Regions from separate parts of the Mus musculus genome. Here region 2 is linked to region 1. Evidence: chromatin contacts called from public Hi-C data. All regions are on one chromosome and are shown on one strand. The core of a region is the stretch at or near the end of the contact, and the rest is flanking DNA. Distances in the headings are between cores, read along the strand shown. Region 1 overlaps Zfhx3 (zinc finger homeobox 3). Region 2 overlaps Zfhx3 (zinc finger homeobox 3).

Region 1 (7,155 bases), core at 4,129-6,628:
GGTGGCGGGGAACGGAGAGTCCAAGTGATGACATCCTTGGTGATGTCATCAGGCACTGATGGGGGAAAGAGTGTGTTTGTTCCAAGGGGTGTGTGTGTGTGTGTGTGTGTGTGTGTGTGTGTGTAGAGTCACTGGACATAGCACTTGTATATGCTTGTACCTGGTGCCACTCTGAGGTCAGAAGACAAATCACAGTGTCAGATCTCTGGGGGCTATGAAGTACCCTATGGGTGCTGGGCACTGACTTTGTAAAAGCAGTAAGAACAGTAAGCCATGGAGCCATCTCTCTAGTTCTGTTTTCTCTCCCCCTCTATTCCTCTGCCTTCCTTGTACCTCTTTTCTCGAGACAGTGTTTTATTTATACCAGGCTGGCCTTGAACTTACTACTTAGCTAAGGATGGTCTTGAACTCCCCACTCCTCCTGCCTCTGCTCTGCCCCTGGGAGTGCAGGTGTGCACCAGCAGGCACATGTTACTCAGACCTGGGGAAGGGACCCAGGGGGCCTCCTGCTTGCTAGACAAGCACTCTAGCAGCTGGATTATATACATGTCAGACCTCCGTGGCACATGTTCTCAGAGCTAAGTCAAAATGTCAATGGAGCTGACCAGATTCTTTTAGCCTTTGCTTCTTGGCTTATCTTTCCTGATGTCCCCAAAGGCAGAGTATCTTTTTTTTTTTTTTTTTTTAATTAGACTGCATGAAGGGCTGTGCCTGGGCAGGTGCTATCTGCAGGTGCTGCCTGCAGGTGCTGCCTGCAGGTGCAAAGGCCTAGCAGAGTGTGTCCTCAGGACAGTGCTCAATAGCTCACTAGGAGCTGGAACTGTCAGGGTAGGTTGGGCTAGGGTTCCTAAAAAGACAGGTTAGGGGATAAGAGAAGGCATCATTTAGCTACCTAGCCAGCCAGGGCCTTGATGGGGGAGCCCAGGAAAATATAGGAAAGAACTGTGTTGGCAAGATCTCAATGGCTTGGCTGGGGCCACCACGAGGATAGAGGACAGGAGTGAACTTGGAATGTTTTCAGATAATCCTTTAAGCATTTCTTCTCCTTCAGCCAGGAGAGGATACTCTTCTGGGGCATCTTTCCGTACCCGCCTCTCTGGACCCAAACAAAGACAAGACGCTTCTCCCCACCCCCACCCTGTGTGCTTGTTGCCCAAGTGTACAGGAAACCCCAAATCTGGCTCGGGGTACCATGCTAATCACTGTCTTCTAGTGTCCCTGTGTCATATCAAAGCTGTATTTAAGGATGAGAAGTGACCAGCCAACATGGTGGATATGTACCTGAACTTGGATGGCAGATACCAGGTCCACTATTAACACAGGAGTAGGGGCATTCTGCCTGAGTGACGCTCTTCTCACCAGGGCGTGAGAGGACAGTCTTACTTAGTTCCAGCAGAGGTTAAAGATTGACTATCGATGGACGTTCATATGGGAGGAGTTGGTGCTGGTGTTTTGGGCTTTAAAGGAGGCCATGCGTTTGTCATATGGTACGATCTAAGGAAGATGAGGGTCGGGGGGCTGACTTTTAGGAGTGGGCACTTCAGAAGAAACAAAGGTGTGTGTATGTGAAAGGAAACTGGTCAAGTAGTGCAGTCTCTGCACCTCGACCAATCAGAAGCCGTGCTGGCCGAAACTCACCTTCCCTTTTCAGGATACATGGTCATGTTTTCACAAGCCAGGAGACTGAGCAAGAACCTTTTATGGAATCGTGGTTAGTTTTCAAAAACTCTATTGCCTTGCCTGAGGTGGTGCCTTGTACAAGCCACCAAACATGAATGTTTAAATCCTATTGAGTAATCTCACTTATCCCAAACCTGAAAACCATACTGTAATAGATCATGTATTTTTGTTAATGTATTATTATTATTATTATTATTATTGGTCAGTTGTTAACATGAAGACTGGGAAAGAGTCAACCAGGAGAATTGGGAGCATGGGTTTGGGGGTGTTTCACCTGGGTAGATGTCTGGCCTGTGATGGAAAGAACTGAGTACATTAGGACTAAGGCCCTAGTAGGATTCACTGTGCAATGTGAGAACAGTCAAAGCATGGGAACCATTAGGTAGTTGCTCTACAGCAATACATTTTCTGTCTGCCTGGCCTTTGGTGGGCTGTCCTGTATACTGTTGAACCTCCATTTGGCCCCAAATGGCCTGTCCCTGAGTGGTGTGTAAAATCTAGTCCTGGAAAGCTGGTTCCTCTGGAGGTGTTGGGCAATTGGGGCCGGCGGGCAGCCAGCTTCTGATGTGGTTGGGCTGCCTGGCTCACACCTTTCAGGTGCTGGAGAGATGGCGAGATCCAATGGCCCCAGGCTACCACTGAGGCGGGCAGGATGCCACCACCTTCCTGAACCGCCTCCTCTCTTTGTCTTCAGGAGCCCAGTGGGCACGGGCTTGGCTTTCCAGTTCTTCAGACAGGCTGCTGGGCTGGCATCGTGGCCAGGCTATAGGCCAGCCCACCTGTGGGATGTATTTATTGGGCAAGGTTGGTTGGCCTAGTATCTGCCCACTTGGGAAGAGAACTGTCTTGATTGTTTTATTTTAGCTCAGGGTCTTATATTGGATCAAGTAAAAAATGTTTCTTTGGCTTGTTTTGGATATTTGTCAATCTCATATTCAGTAGGCTATCCTGGGAGGTTTTTTACTAAGTACTTGAACTTAGGGTTTCTGTGACTGTATTTTTGAATGATAGGGGGGAAAATTAGGTCCAGTTAGCTCCCAGGAGCTAGAGACAGGTGTGACTCTCCTGAGGTTGTCAGGAGTGTCCTTGTTCCTTAAATCAAGGAGGATTATGTTAGATTTTCTTATTGGTGGTGTAAGGAGTGAGTACAAGTTCGGTGTTCTAAGCTAACACACATTGTCTCACAGCCAGAGCTCCAGAAATTTACAGCATCAGCTTGACCGGGTTGGAGGTAGGGTGGATCCTTCTGGAGTTCTGTGAAGCGTGTTCTTATCTTCCTACGTTCCCGGGGAAACCCGCATTCCTTGGCTGCTGATCTTTCCCCCACATGCCTCTCTGCTTCATTCTGTTTTTACCTGTGCACTGGGTCTTGTCCTTTGTCCCTGACTTAAGGAACCCTGTGATTACAGCAGGGCCATCTTGATAATCCAAGATAATGTGTCCTATTTGGAGATCCTTAACTCTATCCCATCTTCAAGGTCTCTTCTGCCATATAAGGCAATACACTCCCAGATCCAGATAAGTCAGATGCGGGCATGTTGGAAGGCTGGTCTTTAACTCACAGTGGGGTGCTGTGGGGGAGCTGCTGTAGTTGGTGGGTCTGGAAGTGTGTGGTTGGAGGGTAAAGGTGATGCCAGCGCTACACACTGACATCTTATGTTATCTCTACCTGTCTCACTAAAGACCATCTCTTAGAAATAGGGAGGGAGGCTTAGATGCAAACTTTAGAAGCCTCTCTCCTTCCCAAGCAGTGTGGTATTTATTGTTTGGCTAAAACTATAGTATGTTGAGCTCCTAAGGGTAGAAGTTGAGAGAGAAAGGAGGAGAGAGTATGTAAAGGGTCTTCACGTGAGTCTGTGGCGGATGAGCTCAGGCAGTGTAGAAGGAAGCAAAGGTTACAGTTAGATGGGCGTGGTGTGTTGGTCACTTAGAGGGGACAGGCAGGAAAGTGTGCATGGTGGTGGTTTCCTCTCCACCTTCCTTGTACTAGAGATGATCAGGGGATGTGGGAATGACTGGTCTGTGACATAGCGTCAAAAATGGAGCCAGATGACAGGCCTCATGGCTTCATTGTGACTTTTTTGGCAGTTTTTAGGGGAGCAAGGAATCCTGATTCGGTTTCTGGAGTGCGTTTTCCATCTGTGGGTGCATTTTCTACTAACCAGGGTCATGCAGATGGTTCATTTCTTGGCCAGACTCTAGAGGTATTCTTTTTACTTTTTAATTTTTTTTATTTTTTGGTTTTTCGAGACAGGGTTTCTCTGTGTAGCCCCGGCTGTTCTGGAACTCACTCTGTAGACCAGGCTGGCCTTGAACTCAGAAATCCACCTGCCTCTGCCTCCCAAGTGCTGGGATTAAAGGCGTGTGCCACTATGCCTGGTTCTAGAGGTATTCTTAAGAACTTAGTGGAACTGATTTTTTGGGGGTGGTGGTGGGTGTGGGTGAGTTAGAATTATTAATAATATCATGGAGCAGTGTATTAAGTTCTAGGTAAGCATCTCCCTCCACCACCAGGTGCTGGGACTTGAACCCAGGGACGTGTGGCAAGCACAAGTTCTCCCACTGAGCTAACCACCCACTCTCTAGGGAAGAATCGCCAGGGCAGAAATCTTGGGTAATGATGTTCCCAGATTGCAACACTCTCAAAACTGGGAGATAACACGATTTTCTTTTTCGACTCAGTTACCAAGATCAAGAAGTCTTTCCAGGTTAGAGCAGTGTCTGCTCTTCCAGAGGTTGGATTGGCAGCACCTACAGGGTTGTGTACCTTCCTCTGTAACTCCACTTTCAATACTGGGGACGCAAGGCTTGCACACAGTGCATTTGCAACCAGGCAGGCAAAACACTCATATATAAAACAACCCCCCCCCAAAAAAAAAGGGAAAATAAAAACTTAAGGTTACTCTTTTAAGAAGAGTTAGTTTCAGCCAAGTTCCAAGAAGAACTTAGAGGAATTTAGTCCTGGCCGCCAGTGGGCATTAGGCTCTAGACTCAGGCTGAGTTGAGACCCAGCACAGCCAAGTTCTGGAGATGAACGGGGTGTACGGTTTCTGCTTACTGCAGGATGTTCCTGTCCGTGCTTTGGTGTTGGAGAATTGAGGCAGGGTCCCCTGTCAGGCGGGTTCGGCCTCTGACCGTGGCAGTGTAGACACTGGTTCAAGCTGCCTCTGCTTTTCAGTGTTTCTGACATTTGCCTGCAGCATTTAGCATGATTTCATCTTTTTTTGGTTTCGTGAGCCGATAGTGTCCCTTCCGGTACAGATTCTTGTTTTGGTAGCCGTGGAAAATGCTTCCTCTTTGGGCTTAGGAAACAACTGTCAGTTTTCTAGACCTAGACAGGAACTTATCCAGTAGTCCCAGAGTGTCCGTGAAGACCTCCCTTAGTAGCAAAACTGGCGTGTTCCCACCAAAAGGCATCTACAAAGGACATCTTAATTCTACATATGCCTTTAAAAATTATTTATTTTTATTTATTTATATAAATTGCAGCATTATCTCTTGGGAAAGATTTACCTTAAATCTTAAAAAAAAAATCTACCCCTAAGTTTACAGCATTAGCACATATGTAGTGCCAGCCCTTGTGGTACTTAGTTTAGGAGGTGAATGGATCCGGTGGGTCAGACCTTCTGGACACTGCTACTCTGAGGGTGTAGCTTCCAAAGACAGACCCGACATATTCAGCAGACTGGAGATTCCTGGCTGCCAGCTCAGTTCTTTTATGAGGTGTCTAGAGTCAGCTCCCCAGAGAGGAGGAGGCTAAGATGAGGTCACCTGGTCCTGCAGGTCAGCAGGGGAGGTTCTGCCCTGGGGCTGTGTGCCCAGTCCTTGGATAATGCGGTATTTTCGCTTTAATGCATCTGAAATGTGGATTATACTATTAATTACTGCAGGACAAAACAGGATTAGTGCAGCTGCTCCGCTCTCCTCTCTGCACTTTTACACTTCCCCTTTGCTAGGGACCAGCCAAAAGGGCAGTTGGTTTTCCTGTGGTCTCTCTTTTGTCTTAGCCGCAGGGGGTGCTGAACCTCTGGGGCTCAGAAGACAGAGAATGTGAGCGAGGCCGCCAGGCTTGCAGGGGCCAGGGGTGGGGTGGTTTCCTTCCCTATAGCTGGGGCTTTTTTTTTTTTTTTTCTATGTTCTGAGGGTGTCTGGAGGGTGGCCTGGCCTCTGTAGGAAGAGTTGTTACAGTCTCTGAGCTGTCAGGTTTCTGCAGCTGGAGTCGTGGTGCCACAGAGTGTTGTTCTGTGTGTGGAAGCCCACAGGCATCCAGTGGGTTGAGACTTTCTTATGTAGTGAGAACTTAGAGAAAGGAGACTTGTGGGATGGCTCACGGGGGTAGGGGTGGGGTGAGGGGGGAGAGCTTGGTCCATCTCAATCCATACTCACACACACACACACACACACACACACACACACACCACACAGACACATATACAGAGACACAGACATACACACACAGACATACACAGATACACAGACAGACACACACAGATACACAGACAGACACAGATACACATCCAGACAGACACAGAGACAAATAGACACACACACAGATTCATATATACAGACACACAGAGAGACACAGAGCCACACAGACACACACACATATAGACACAGAGACAGACACACAGACACACACTTTCTTTTTATTTTTAAAAAGTGTAATGGGAAGGCCTTGACTTAGGCTGCTTGTCTCTAGCCAGTGTGTGAGGGTGGAGACTAGCGGCCTGCAATGAGGTAATGCCCTTTGTATTTTGAGAAGCTCTAAATCCCCAAGCTTGGCTACTTCTCCCTTATCTTTGCATAAAGCATTATAGATTTTAAGTAATATATGATTACATTTTCTATTTTTCCCATATTCAAGCTAGTGTGCTCATTTTTCATCCATATGGAATGAATTTTTTTTTTAAGTGGATGAGGCGTTAAATAACCACACCTCACTAACAGTGTTCCCAAGAGTGCATAACTTGGTAGTGTTTGCAGTTCTGTAGAATGTAATAATCTGTCGTGTGCAGGCGTGTGGATTTCTGTTTACTGGCATCCTTCATTAGAGGGTAACATAATATACAGAATTTCCCAGTTGCAGAAATTAGAAGTAGGAAGCAGCTTCCTTCAACAGAAACTGGAAAACTGATTTATGGACTTCACTTTTCTTCTCTCTCTCCAACTTGAGAAAGTGACAGAGTCCTCGAGAGGAAGGAAAGGAGTTGATGTGGCAGAAGACCTTTTATCACAGGTTAATTCAATTAATTTGGGATCGCCATTCACACGGAGCAATAATGGGGTCCGCAGCCGCAGAGATGCACAGCAGCACTTGAGAAGATAGGAGAGGGTGGGAAAAACTGAGACTGTCTTCTCCACTTCACCCTGTGAATTGGGAGTTTTCAGAATAGCAGCCTGACTGAATACCAGTGAACTCATAAGGTTGATTTTTCGCCCCCAGTTTTCCCCAAGATCTTACTTTTTTTTTTTTCC
Region 2 (7,096 bases), core at 3,740-6,239, 140 kb after region 1:
ATTTCCTGTGGTCTGATGACTACATCTCGACATGGCCCTGAGTTATAGCCAGTTGGACTCTTTCTCCAAGACTGCTGGACGCGTGGCTATCTCTCCCCAGGAATGTGTAACTACCTTCGGCACATTCAAGGCCACTGATGCCCGGTGCCCGCACCTTCCACTCAGTTCGGATTTGGCAAATGGGGAGGGAATATTTGGATTCTGTCATTCTTCATTTAGTGGCCGGGCTCCTCCTCCCAAGGATCATGTTGTACCTTGGTCACCGTGGGTGCTGCAGAGGCATGTTCAGTGTTTCCCTTTGCCTGTAAGGTGGTGACATTTAGGCTGAGACCTGATGTAGCCATGGGAAGAAGGAAAGGAACACAGCAGGCAGGCTGAGGTTCCAGCTGGCGCTGGAACCCCGGAGCAGAAGGAAGGACTGTGCAGCTGTCGTGACCCTGGGAGAGCACAAGCGGCAGGTGGCAGAGGCCATGAACTGTACCGTCAGAACGGTGTCCTGAGTTTGGCGTATGAATGCCATGGGAGACCCCTGGAAGGTCTCAGAAGTGGCCTGGCATAGCCAGACCTGCCTTTAGGTCACAGTCACTCATACAGTACCCAACTCTCCTCCTCGTGGCACTCCCAGCCATAGGGGACAGAGGACACAGAGCATCTGTCAGGAAAGAGGACCTATGGCTTTTGTGGGACGTTTGGAAGCTCTGTGGACTTCCTTCTTGCAATTACTTGCATCATGGTGAGTGGCCATTTCCACTTCAACCCCACCCCCCACCCCCCACCCCCAAGGGCATTTTCCCCTGCAGACTCTGGCTTCTGGGGAAGCATCGGGGCCTTCTTAGGGGTACTAGGATGGTCTCTCGAGGCGGGGCTTACCAGGCTGTGAGCATGCACTGGCTTGGTAAAGCGTGAGTGTGGCCAAGAGTGCCATTCGTTGTGCAGATTTCTGTTTACCTGGGGCACACTATCCTGTGACCAGGCAGGCCTTGACCTTGGTCTGTAACTGAGACTTCCCTTGAGTTACTCAGTCTCTCCTGATTCTCTTATGTCTCTTTCCCTTCTTTGTGCCTGGATTGCAGGCAGGCAGCACCATGGCTGGCTCCTCTCTCTATTGTTTCTAGGGGCCAACCACCTCCACTGTAGGATTTCTTCCTACGTCTAGGCTGCAGGGGAGTAGAGGTGGTTTGTCTGTCTGAGCTTGTGCTCCTGCAGACACACGGCCTGTCTGCTTTGGCCTGGGTGGAGTAGCTTCCCTTTGTAACTGGTGTGAGTCAAATGAATGGTCCTTCGTCTTTGCTAACTTTATCCTCTATACAGAGCTTTATAAACACAAGGGGGGGGGGGGTGGCAGGGGGATAGATGGCTCAGTGGATAAAGTGTCTGTCCAAGCTCGAGGACCTGAGTTCTGGTCTCCAGGTCCCAGGTGAAGGCTGATGAGGAAGCGCGTACCTGCAGTGCCAGTGCTTCTGTGGTGAGGGCGGAGACTGACACGGCCTCGGAAGCTCGCTGGCTAGACTGCTGGTGGGCAACAAGATGGCAGGAAATAAAGACCAGCAGTCAAGGGTGTCTTCTGCCCTCCACATGCACCCACCTCTCCAGAAGGGACATCCCACAAGAAGGGGACGTTGTGTGGCACATCAGGACAGCCCTGTCTCTGTAAGGAAAAGTAGCCGGTACTGAGCCTTTCACAGTTACAGTGTGGACAGGAACAGCACAGGAGACTCGGGAGTTGGCCGCCTGGTGGTGGGCGGTGAGTCATCAGAAGGGGACAAGTATCAGGGAAAAGAGTTGACTAGTGGCTGTTGGCCAGCCAGAGAGGACAAGGGGAAGGATGGGTGTTTATTACTTGCAAGACCTCCCCCCCCCCCCCAAATCCCTTAGGCTATACGGGTATCATGGCCCCTCTGCCCCTAATTCCTTTAGTTTGCAGTTCTTTGGTGGGAGGAAATCTCTGAGAGATCTCAGGGAAGCTGCCAGATGTCTGACAGAGAGATAAGGTCCATCCTGCCCTGAGCGGCCACACTCAGTGAGTGAGCACCACAGTGTCACAGCTGCAGAAATGATCCAGATGTTTGTGACTTGGAGGCTGAGGCAGGATTGCCACAAGTCTGAGCTTGGATTACATGCCATGACTGTGTTTCAGAACACAGACAGACAGGCACGCACACGCGCACACACACACACACACACACACACACACACACACACACACACACACAGATACACATATATACAAACACACACACACACAGATACATATATATACAAACACACACAAACATGCATGTGCACACACACACACATATATACAAACACACACACAAACATGCATGCGCACACACACAGATACACATATACAAACACACACAAACATGCATGTGCACACACACAAACATGTATGTGCATACACACACAGATACACATATATACAAACACACAAACATGCATGTGCACACACACAGATACACATATATACAAACACACACAAACATGCATGTGCACACACACAGATACACATATATAAACACACACAAACATACATGCACACACACAGATACACATATATACAAACACACACAAACATGCATGTGCACACACACAGATACACATATATACAAACACACACAAACATGCATGTGCACACACACAGATACACATATATACAAACACACACAAACATGCATGTGCACACACACACAGATACACATATACAAACACACAAACATGCATATGCACACTCACAGATACACATATACAAACACACACAAACATGCATGCACACACACAAAGTTTTAAAGGAGGCAGAAGTTACTTTTCTAAATAATGAAAACCTGGAAGGTTGGGGGTGCGGTTAATCACTGTTAAGTCATCAGATTGTCAGCTCTGCAGAGGAAAAGAAAGGCATGCACAGATCAGTATCTGACAGAATGGGAAAGGCTGGATGACACTGCCCCAGTGGGAACAGCTAGCATGGACCTGTGTTCCATTGGTTCAAAACAGAAATTACATTTTCTAGTAGTGTCAGCCCTTCTTACCTTAAATTTTCCCAGCATGATAGAGCTCAGCACCCCATTGCCTGTGGCTGCTTCTGTGGTAATTTATAGGCAGTTAAAGCGATATTTAAAATTCTTCAAAGGGATTGTTTCTCACTCTGGGTGACAGGGAAAGGAGGGGCCACGTGTGGAGGCCACCAGGCCTCTGCAGGCACTGTTGGTACAGCTGAGGAGCTAGAAGCCTGGAAGAGGAAAATGTAGATGGGGAGGGGCTGGGGTTTTGTCCTGCCCCATGTGACTTCTCTGATACTACATTGTTGTCATAGAAATACAAACCAGGGCTCGCCCACTCGCCCTTTGCCCATTTCCACCCCCTCAGAGTAGAATTGAGGGACCTGTTCTGCCTTGTAGGCATGAGCATAATGCTGGGTTGGTTGGCTGGGCCAAGTTTGTTTCTTCAGGTTGGGTGTTTGTGGATTAGTGTAAGATGCCCTTTTGTGGGTCCCTACCGGGAAGGGGGAAAAAAAAAACACCTCAGAGAGGTGGAAGTTTGACCCTCTTTTGGGAGGAGAGCAGGGAGGATGGGGAGGAGTCTTGGGGCTGACCTAGAGTCTAGGGAGAGGCCTGGGAGTGCCCACTGTGGTCAGTGCGGCTGTCTGCCAGCACAGAGGGCACAGGACCTGACAGGACGTTAGCTAAGCCTAGCAATCCAGCCTAGTCTCCTACAAGCTCCTTGTTTAGATTAGCCTGGAACCACACAGGAGGCCTGGCAGGCTCTTCCTTCCCGAGGAAAGCTAGGCCAGCTCCCTCCGTGTCACCCAGGTTGCAGCAACTCAAGCGTAAACTGGGTGGCCCGGTCCAAGTCTCTCCTCCTCTGTGTGCAAATTGGACACGACTAACCTTGCCATATTTAGCGCAGTGCTAACGGCCGACCGCTCGCCTCCAAGGGGTAATCATGCAGGCACAAATTCGGGAAGCCGCTAAGCCTATGAGCAGTCTTATGAGCATTAAAAGTGTCCTCTTGGCCAGAAAGGTCGTTCATAACTTGGCTACCCTGCTGATGTACAGTCAGTGATATTGATTGATTAATGTATGAAAGCCCTAGATCCATTTGCTTCTATGAAAAAGAACGAAGCGCCGTCGACTCTCTATTTTCACCTCATCCCTTTGTTTGAAGGACACTTCCCCCCTTCTTTTTGTCTCGCCGGCTGTGTTTAAGGGGGTTTCAGAAAGCCAGTTTCTGCCAAGTAATGCGTTCACAAAAGGAACATTGATTCGAATCAGTGTCGCTCCAGCTACCCAGAAAGGTCTGCCAAGGAGTTGCTCTCGTATTAACCTTCTGTCCGTGAAGGAAGGAAGGATAAACAAGGCCTGGAGTCAGCTTCGTAGGGTTTGAATTTGGGTTCTGGACTTGATCTAAAATGATTTCTTCCATGTCTGATCCTGGTGTTGGTCAGTCTCGCCGTAGGAGTTTAGGGGCTAGGGGGAGCATTAAGTGAAGTTACCCCAACCCCCACCACATTCCACATCCAAGACAGGATGGTAGCAAAACTTTCCTCTGCCTTTGGCAACTTCCAAAGATTTTTTTTTTCTTTTACTGTTTACTTTTTAAAAAAATCCTATTATCCAGATTACCTAAAGAACTAGCTTGTCCATGAAAAGTCAAAATGGGGTTGTTGGTCTGTAAAGGCCTAAAATGTCATTGGGCTAGCCTGGTGTTTTGGATAAGCACGTCTTGGCAGCTGATGAGCAGTCGCTAAAGTTTTCTTTCTCTAGCTTTGTCAGAAATGACTAAGAAGTTGGCCAAGTGCGGGGCGTGCCTATCAGGCCATTTAGTCAGCTTTGGCTGGCCATCTTTTCTCTCTGGTGTTGGACCAAGAGTGGAAGTGTGTTTCCAGCAGGCTGGGGAGTCTAGGTGGAGAGGGGCACCATCCATGCGCGCCTGAGGAGGTGCATTCTGCATCTTCGCCTGCAGGTGTCAGCGTGGAGTTCTCCCTTCTGGCAGGCCCAGAGGGAAAAGCCGGTGACTGGATTCTTTTTTGATGGGCGATAGAAAGTGAAAGCTAGCCAGTCTGCCCGGCTGCTTTCTGTGAGCCAAACCTCACTCACCCAGCAAAGTGTACATCACAGGGGACGAAGATGGCCCCAGCTGTTCATTTAGTACAGCCCGGCAAAGAGTGACCACCTTCCTGTCCCTACTATGTGTCTCAGAGCAGAAACCAGTTACCCATGGGGTCCCAGCTTCCTGAGTATTATGGGAGATTGGGGCAGGAGCCATAGTACAGCTTCCCCTACGCTTGGGACTCATAAGACATCTGGGCCTTCCCAGGGATTGTGAACCTGAACTCCACCCAGATGCCTGGGCAGCTCCCCTTCCAAGGGGCATAAAAGCATCAGGGTGGGGCTTGCAGGTGAATTAGACATCTGTAGGGATGTGTGCTCTGCAAGTCCCCCCTCGTTAAAAGACGCTGTGGTATAAGCTAGCTGCATGTGGCCCCGGTGTCAGTGGAGACGTACTACTTTTACCCTGGTAACCGGAAGCTGCTCACCACCACCCACCCACCCCCACCCCGAAGCCGCCGGGTTTTGTAGGACCCTTTGAATAGTCCCTCCTGCTCAGCTATGAGCAGCGGTGCAGTGCTGCTGACTTTTGTGGTCTGACTGAAGTGCAGGTGCTGTGCCAGGCCTGCCAGCTTTCTCTTGTTTGCACAGCAAAGGCATGGCAGCCGGGCACCGCTTCTGGCGTGAGTTGCCCATACACGGTCGCATCAGTGTCTTTGCCTTCAGAGAAGCCAAAGTTGTGCTGCTGGAGTGCTGGCCCATACAGGGAGCCAAAGTGACTTCATGACATCGTTTAATTAACACCACGGCTTTCTGATAGCAGTCTAAACATGGAGCCTTTTGGTAACAGCGGGCGACTGACCTCTGACTTCTGATGAGTCCTGATATGTTTTTTTTCTAGGGCTTTCCCCCTGTTTGTTTGTTTGTTTGTTTGTTTATTAGTTTTCTAATAGTTTTCAACAGGTAAAAAGCAAAATCCTAAACATGCCTGTGATCCTAGGAGCTGAGAGGTATAAACTGGGGAATCCAGAGTCCATGGACCGCCTCAGCTACAGATGGGGTTCTGGGCTAGCCTGGACTCTGCAAGACAGCCACAACAAATTAGCAGTTAAGTTCCTCCTGTGGGGAAAGGTGGCACTTGTGACCAAACGAAGGAGATGCTCCCTCCGTTCTCCAGTCCGAGGCCAGCATGAACTGGGCTGCGATTGCCGTCCCTGTCTCCTATCACAGTGAGAAAAATCTGCCAGCCCTCTTTGAACTTGCTGGTGTAATCAGAGAGCTATGGTGCACCGAACCCCCGACACCCCCAGTTTCTCTGGCTGGAGCTCTGGGCTCCATATTCCTCTTGCCTGAACTCAAACAGACTTTAAGGCTTGCTTTCTCAAAGGGAAACCTTCCCTTGGTTTCCAGACCAGCCTTGGAACCTGTAATTCCCTCCTCCCTCTCTCTCTCTCTCTCTCTCTCTCTCTCTCTCTCTCTCTCTCTCTCTCTCTGCAGAATAAATTACAATTTGCCTGATTTTATTAAAGGCTTCATCTCCCTGCCGTCTTCCCTATCTCCAGAGTGTTTCTTCCTCAGTGGCCTGCTCTTCCTTCTCTAATGGACCTCAGCCCCACGCCTCCTTATTACAGACCGGCAGCGGCACATGTAATGCGTTTACCAGAGCTCTCACGCACACAGCGCCATTTCGCACGCATGCACGCATGCATGCACTCCAGTGTTGGGGGATCCTGATGGCGGAAGGTGTGGAAATCTGTCACCTGATCTCATTTTCTCCATTGTCAGATGTGCCGGGTATAACTGATGTTGAGGTTGGAGCATTTTGCCATCCATCTGCCATTAACCCAGCCTCCTGGAGTGGAGCTGACCACAGCATGGAATATATTTTGGGGGAAGGGGAGAGATTGAAGATGGAGAATTGCGGCATAAATCTCTCCCCGTGGCCCAGCCCTTTCTCTGTATAATTGGAACCCATTTATCTGGGCAGACCGGAGAGAATTTTGCAGTCTCCCCATTGCCCTCAAAGAGACCGATGGGTATTTGTTGCT

Evidence for each region. A called contact is a pair of places that touch in the nucleus more often than the background predicts.
Region 2: a contact with region 1 is called in a Hi-C map of muscle stem cells, with 1.7 times the contacts expected there. The contact joins two enhancer-like sites. A contact is called at or near these places in 2 of 484 Hi-C or Micro-C datasets (the C3H10T1/2 cell line and muscle stem cells) and 4 of 115 datasets of contacts at active chromatin or transcription factors (DN3 thymocytes, bone marrow-derived macrophages, double positive thymocytes and 1 more).

What each region holds. Positions count from the first base shown.
Region 1 is chr8:108,743,478-108,750,632 of GRCm38.p6, forward strand. All of the region lies in intron 1 of Zfhx3 (zinc finger homeobox 3), which reads left to right. Among named protein-coding and RNA genes, the nearest start is that of Zfhx3, 32 kb to the left of the region's middle. Within about 2 kb of position 5,379, at least 105 of the 459 cell types and tissues checked have an H3K27ac peak or open chromatin away from gene starts, as enhancers often do. A contact at or near this core is called in the C3H10T1/2 cell line, DN3 thymocytes, bone marrow-derived macrophages and 1 more, where this site is marked.
Region 2 is chr8:108,881,837-108,888,932 of GRCm38.p6, forward strand. All of the region lies in intron 4 of Zfhx3 (zinc finger homeobox 3), which reads left to right. Among named protein-coding and RNA genes, the nearest start is that of Mir3108, 51 kb to the right of the region's middle. Within about 2 kb of position 4,990, at least 188 of the 459 cell types and tissues checked have an H3K27ac peak or open chromatin away from gene starts, as enhancers often do. A contact at or near this core is called in the C3H10T1/2 cell line, DN3 thymocytes, bone marrow-derived macrophages and 1 more, where this site is marked.